Regions from separate parts of the Sus scrofa genome. Here region 1 is linked to region 2. Evidence: chromatin contacts called from public HiChIP or PLAC-seq data. All regions are on one chromosome and are shown on one strand. Each heading gives the region's core, a stretch centred on a gene start, on an enhancer-like site or on the middle of the called end of the contact. The rest is flanking DNA. Distances are from core to core; before and after follow the strand shown.

Region 1 (3,353 bases), core at 576-3,075, 150 kb after region 2:
GTAACTCAATCTAGGTAGATGGTTATTTACAACAGTATTTTAAAGCAAACATAGCAGCTGTTATTAAGTTTTAGAAACCCATTACATTTGCTAAGTAACCAGCTGAGATATAACACACTGGAGATGTTTTTAGGAAATTATAAAATATAATCATGTTAACTCAAAAACTGCCAAATATATCTTTCTCATGTCTCTGCATTAATCTGCTCTAAAAAGAAACCTGAGCTATTATAAAATTTAAAATAAATTACCCAAAGGAAATGTGGAATTAAAAATCATTAATCTGGGCATCTAATTGAAAGAAATATTGCTAATCAGAGCTTGGATGCTATACATTTTAATCACAGATTGAAATGTCAACCATTGTACAGCAAAAGACTGTCTCATTTGTGATGGATAGGTTCTTATTTTCAGAATTGTGAGGGTGTTTCCTGACTTCAGTTCTCACCAACAGCTGAGACAATAGGTGAGAAATGGGAAATGGGAGTGACAGGAGAGACTGACACACACAGAGACCAAAAGAAATGTGCCAGAGAGCTGGCCAGCCTGGAAGAACAACCTGTATTTCCTCCCAGCGGCACTAAAATAAGGAAGACAAAATCAATGAACAGTGGTAATGCCGTATACTAATCTCCAACTGGAATACTACGATGGACGAAACTGGCTCTTGCAAAGACTTAGGACCCTGCTGGATAAGAAGAGATGGTAGTTAACAGGAGCACTGGGAGAAGAAACGGGTCAGAGCTTCCTCTGGGTTTTCACAATGTCTGGGAGTAGAGCTTTTAAGTGCATCTATTCACCCTGACCCATATTCATCAGAGATGTTAAGTATCAAATTAGAAGTCTCACCTAGGGCTTCTGCAGACTAGCAGGCTGATCATCCCTGGCAGACATTGGACTGGGGGGGTGGGTAGATGTGTGCTCTCACTGTAATGTCCTGTTACTCAACATAGTTCCTGAGGACACAAGTTTGCTTTCTTTGCCACCCTCACGGCAGCCTCAGTTGCTGCTCTGTGCAACTTTGCTTAAGGGTGAGGAAACAGCATCCTCGTCGTGTGGTCCTCTCCTTGGAGCAGCCGTTCTCCAACATGCACGGCATGTATGAAGTCCACTGCACTGAGCAGTGTTAAGGCGGGACGCAGAGGGGACCCAGCAGAAGCCTTGATCCCTCTGAGTCATTCTGAAATGGACTCTTTTGTTCTGTGTCTCCAAGGCAGCCAGAAGGCTTGATCAGAAAGGGACTGGACATGCTAATAAGCAAACCAAATGCTTCAAAGCAATATCCTCAGTCCTCTCCAGCCTGCTTTTCCTGCTTCTATAGAAAGAGGCCAGTCACCACCTTTCTATTTCAGTCACATTATGGTTCTGTGGGAACTGTCATTTTTCCTTTACTGTGGTTTCCAAGGCCTGAAAATAACCTTCTCATTAGCTTCACTCAAGTTCATTGTTAACATAAATAGGCCAAAATAGGCAGCCATGTACAAGAGCACTTAAAGGGAACATTATCAGCACTGCTCATCTATTTATGTTCTAAATAGAAATATTCAAAAGAGTATGGACAAAAAAATCCTGGGTTTTTCATATTCTCAGGAAATACACTGTGGATAATTTTTAACTTCCTGGAAAAGAATTAAGATGACTGATATCTTTTAATTCTCTTTAGGCCTGACTCTGTCACATCCAGGTGGCCACTAGCAGAAGCTTGAGTAATGTGGAAAATATGTCTGTGCAGCTGCTGGCAAAGAAGCAAAATTATACTTCCTCGGAAATAGTGTGACAGAGTTCCTGCAAAGGAATGCAATGTTGGCTGATTTGTAAGCAGAACTGCCACTGGTATGCACTCTCAAATCCAACCCCAACACTCCCTGGCCACATCCCACTCTGGGAGTGCATGGCTGGAGCTCATAAAAATAGAATGGTTCCACTGTGGATCAGGTGCTCTTCTTTCCTGTCCATCCTCCAGGACACATTCATGCTTAGGGTAAAGAAGGAAAACGAGTTCTGAGGGACAACAGATGATGCCAGAAGATAAGACAGGGCCACAGTGCCCACTTCACTGGGTAAGGGCAGCTAAGGAGGGCTGTCTCATTAGCTGTTTCAACAGCTACCTTTGCTTCAGACTTTAGCTTCAATTGTAGACGAAAGTCACCCGAACAACAGTTAACTACCAGTGGGATTAGTGATTTTCACTATGCTTGGCTTGCACAGAAGAATGCGAACATCTTTCCCTGGGGAGTTTCAGGACAGCTGATCAATCTGGAAACAAAATTCTATTTCATGGGTTGGCAAATTTTTTCTGTCAAGGGCCAGATAGTAAGTAGTCTGTGTGGGCTACATAAGGTCTCTGCTGCAACTATTCAACTCTATATAGCTCAAAAGCAGCCACAGGCAATGTTAGCAAGTGAGCATGTGTTCCAATAAAACTTTATTTATAAAAACAGGCAGTGGGCTGGATTTGGCCCCTAGCCATAGTTTGCTGCCTCTTGTTTTAACAGGCACACTGATATTGCTACAAGAGTGATTGAGAAATGATGATGGAAGTTCCCTGATGGCTCAGGGGGTTAAGGATACGGTGTTGTCACTGCTGTGGTGTGGGTTTGATACCTGGCCTGGGAATTTCTTTATGCTGCAGGCGCAACCAAAGGGGAGGTGGGAAAAAAAAAGGAAAGAGAGAGAGAAATGATGATGACCAGGACCAAGTGTTCTGGCAAAACTAATCTATGGCATTAGGAGTCAGAATAGTGGTTGCTCTTTGTGGAATTTTAGGGGTTTGGGAAAATAATAGAAACGAAGCATGGTGAAGTTTCTGGGTTACTGATAATATTCTATTTCTTCATGTGGGTATTGGGAAAATTCACTGAGTTTTGTGAGAACTAGTTTATGAGTTGTGTTAATTTCTGTGTGTCTGGAACCTCAATACACTGTTTTTTAAGGAGAAATCATTTAAGAAAAATAAGGTAGAAAATCCTCTCTAGAGAGTGGAGGGGTTGGGCCAACTGTCTGTGGGTTCCCAGCTACGCAGTGACAAGGACAGAGGTCAAATTTTTTTCAGTGTGCTTTTTAAAAAAAATTGTGGTAAAAACCACATAACATAAAATTTACCATCTTAACCATTTTTAAATGAACAGTCCAGTAGAGTTAAAGTATATTTACATTGTTGAGAAACAGATGTCCGGAACTTTTTCATCCTGCAAATCCAAAACTCTACCCATTAAATAACAACTCTGTGTTTCCTCCACCCCTCAGCCTTTGTTAACCACCATTCTGCTTTCTGTTTCTATGAATCTGACTACTTTAGGTACCTCATGTAAGTGGAATCACAGAATTTGCCTTTTTTGACTGGCTTATTTCCT
Region 2 (3,559 bases), core at 598-3,097:
AATACAAACATCGAGTCTGGCGCATATCTGTGGAAGAGATGTACAGTCATCCATCCCTTGGTATCTCTCAGTATTGCTTACAGGACCCCTGTGGCTACCAAAATCTGCAGATAATCATGTCTAATATAAAATTGCATAGCACTGTCAGCCTGCTGTATCCCAGGTTCCACATCTGCACATTCAACCTTGAATCACTTTCCAACTATCAGTGGTCTTTAGTCAGGAGGATAATACAGCTCCCTTCCCCTGTAGGGGTCCTTAGGGAAATTTTTGATTGTCCTAATGATGTGGCATAGGGGGTGCCCCTGTCATTTAGTAGCTAGGAGCCAGAGATGCCAACTGTCCTACAATGTGCAAGACAGTCCTGCGCAACAAAGAATTATCCTGCCCGTGCTCACTAAACTTATTGTGGGGATCATTTCATTATGTATATAAAATAAATCATTATGTACCTCTTAAATGTATACAGTGCTGTATGTCAATTATATCTCAATAAAATTGGAAGAAAAAATTATCCTGTCCAAAATGCCCATAGTGACCTCATTAAGAAGATGACTTTTTTTTTTAAATCTTTGACTTCACCTTGACTTGAAGAAAACATTCTGGGAGTTCCCATTGTGGCTCAGTGATTAATGAACCCAACTAGCATCCATGAGGATGTGGGTTACATCCCTGGCCCTGCTCAGTGGGTCAAGGATCTGGTGTTGCCGTGAGTTGTGGTGTAGGTTGCAGATGTGGCTTGGATCCTGCATTTCTGTGGCTCTGGCATAGGCTGGCAGCTACAGCTCTGATTGGACTCCTTGCCTTGGAACGTCCATGTGCCATGGGTGTGGCCCCAATAAAAGACAAAAAGACCAAAAAAAAAAAAAATAGTCACTCTGAACTGAAACTGCAAAAAGTTGGGGGCAGGGATTCCTAGCTATCATTTGGAGGTTGTGTCAGCTTAAATAATTAGCCCCTTACTTTGTGATCACCTTTTATAGTTACTTCAATATTTCTCTCTTATAACTAATAAAAGATGAATGACTAGAGAATAAAGTCATTAAATTCAGCTATGTCTTTTTGGTTTTTGGTTGGTCTGGGTAAGTTTAATTCTAATGGAAATAGCAGGGGAAAAAAAGTTCATCTTTAGTACTTTCTTCCATCAATCCACCCATCCTTAGGAAAATCCTTCACATTTTGGCATCCACCTCCAAGAACCTCCCCAGTTTGGTGCCACTCTAAGAAACAGACATCACCTTGGCCTGGAATATGAACTCCGTGATAATGCCATTCCTTCAGGGTCCAAGGTCTTAGTCATTTGACCTGTTCATCCAGGTAGTTCCCAGATATAGGGTTCTACATTATATCTAAATTCTCTTCCAGTTTGAACATTCAGTGATTCAATACCATTAAAAGTATACAATGTCTTCCCAAGTCCTTCCTAAACTTATTCATGACACTAAGTTATATATAAGCATTAACAATTTTTAGGGGTTCCCATGGTGGCTCAGCAGTAACAAACTAACTCATATCCATGAGGATGAGGTTTCAATCCTGGCCTTGCTCAGTGGGTTAAGGATATGGCATTGCCATGAGCTGTGGCATACGTTGACTTGGATCTGGCATTGCTGTGGCTGTGGTATAGGCCAGCTGCTACAGCTCTGATTAGACCCCTAGCCTTGGAACTTCCATATGCCACAGATGTGGCCCTTAAAAATCAAAAAACAAAAAACAAAAAACAATTTTTACAAGAACAGTGCCAGTGCAAAAGAGAATTTAAGGAGAAGGAAACACAAGACCATTTCAGCCAAATGGGAGATACCTTTTGAACTGCTGGATTCTGGGTTCCTCTAATGACGGCTCTTTTTTTCAGGGCCACACCCATGGCATAAGGAAGTTCCCAGGCCAGGGGTCAAATCAGAGCTGCAGCTGCCAGCCACAGCCACAGCAACTCAGGATCCAAGCCGTGTCTGTGACCTACACCACAGCTCATGGCAACCCGGATGGCCGACCCACTCAGCGAGGCTAGGGATGGAACCCACATCCTCATGGATACTAGTCTGATTCATTTTCCACTGCACCACAATGGGAGGTCCCTAATCATAATTTTCAGGAAGCCGACTTGCCACCATTCCCTAGTCCATTCATAGCTTTATTTTATTTTATTTTATTTTTTGCTTGGATCCGAGCCATGTCTGCGACCTACACCACAGCTCACGGCAATGCTGGATCCTTAACCCACTGAGCAAGTCCAGGGATCGAACCTGCAACCTCATGGTTCCCAGTCAGATTTGTTTCTGCTGCACCAGGACAGGAACTCCCCATTCCTAGCTTTAAAACATTGCTTATTGCTATTTCTGCTAGAACATCAACTTCATGAGAGTAAGAAACTTGTCGGCTTTATTTGTACCACATCCCCAGCACCTAGAACTGCATCTGTTCTATAGCGGCACGCGATGAATATATGTTGAACGAATAAGTAATTTACTATAAGTTGAGATTTCATCATTTACCAATCAAAGAACACTGATATTCTACAACAAAAGGAAACTTCATGTTGAGAGGAGATTATATGATATACTCTGTACTGAATTGCAAAGTTCTGGGAGGGTAGAGGAGCAGGAATCATCCATATGCATGACATGAAATATAAAAACAGATATCACTGAATTATAAGGCTCACTTAAGCCTGGTGCAAAGGTCAAGTGAAACTCTTTTATCCCTATTTCTGATTTAGGTGAAAAATATCACCTGGGAGGCTCATAGCAAAAATAAGATCAATTTTAATGTATTGCCATGGAAAGTCCAAAGTCCATTAGCTGAAGCAGTAATTCTGGACACAGTTAAAATATTATTTTATAAGATCCTAATATGCACGTTAAGACCCAAGCAAAACCCCCCATAGACGTAATGTTTAATACTTTACTGAGGACATACAAAGAAATTACAACAAACTCATTTATACCATTCATGCTTAGTAGGAACCAGCAATTATTTCCACCATATGAAACGACAAACCAAAGATAAATGACATATAAGTCAACAATGAAAATCATCTTGAATCAATACCACAGCCTAAGTGAAATTTCCATGCAACCAAGACAATAGTGAGGGAATTTAAATAAAATTGAAAAATCAACTCAAACATTCATAGTGTAATTTTAAAACTTCAAATAGTTCTTGACTTTAAAATGTCAATGAGAAGTGTAAGAAAGACTTGTGAAAGCAATGTGCATTTTTCATTGCATAGGCAACCAGTTTTTAAAATGTTCCATGTCCCACAGAGGGTTGCAAAGAAATTCTCCTGGATCCTTAATTTAAAATCAGTATCAAAGTAAGCATTTTAATTTGTGGCTGTATTGGACAGAAAATAGCAGAAAACACGACCAATATTTTTCATGTAACAAGTTTGAAGGTAGCTAGAAGGCCAGGAGCCTTCTATCTTTCTGTACCTCCATCTTAGCACATAGCTTTTGCCTTCATGTGTTTTATTTTTGGTCTCGAGATAGCTGCTCTACCTCCAGCATTGCACATGAGTTCCAAGTAGGGAGAAAATGACAAAGGGCAAAAAGCATGT

What was found. HiChIP or PLAC-seq counts read pairs in DNA pulled down with a chosen protein or histone mark.
Region 1: an H3K27ac HiChIP or PLAC-seq map of alveolar macrophages shows a contact between it and region 2. The contact joins two enhancer-like sites. A contact is called at or near these places in 2 of 47 Hi-C or Micro-C datasets (embryonic fibroblasts and fibroblasts) and 1 of 2 datasets of contacts at active chromatin or transcription factors (alveolar macrophages).

The regions. Positions count from the first base shown.
Region 1 is chr15:77,498,861-77,502,213 of Sscrofa11.1, forward strand. All of the region lies in intron 5 of METTL8 (methyltransferase-like protein 8), which reads right to left. Among named protein-coding and RNA genes, the nearest start is that of METTL8, 64 kb to the right of the region's middle. Within about 2 kb of position 1,826, at least 31 of the 83 cell types and tissues checked have an H3K27ac peak or open chromatin away from gene starts, as enhancers often do. A contact at or near this core is called in alveolar macrophages, where this site is marked.
Region 2 is chr15:77,353,359-77,356,917 of Sscrofa11.1, forward strand. No RefSeq gene overlaps it. Among named protein-coding and RNA genes, the nearest start is that of TLK1, 26 kb to the left of the region's middle. Within about 2 kb of position 1,848, at least 1 of the 83 cell types and tissues checked has an H3K27ac peak or open chromatin away from gene starts, as enhancers often do. A contact at or near this core is called in alveolar macrophages, where this site is marked.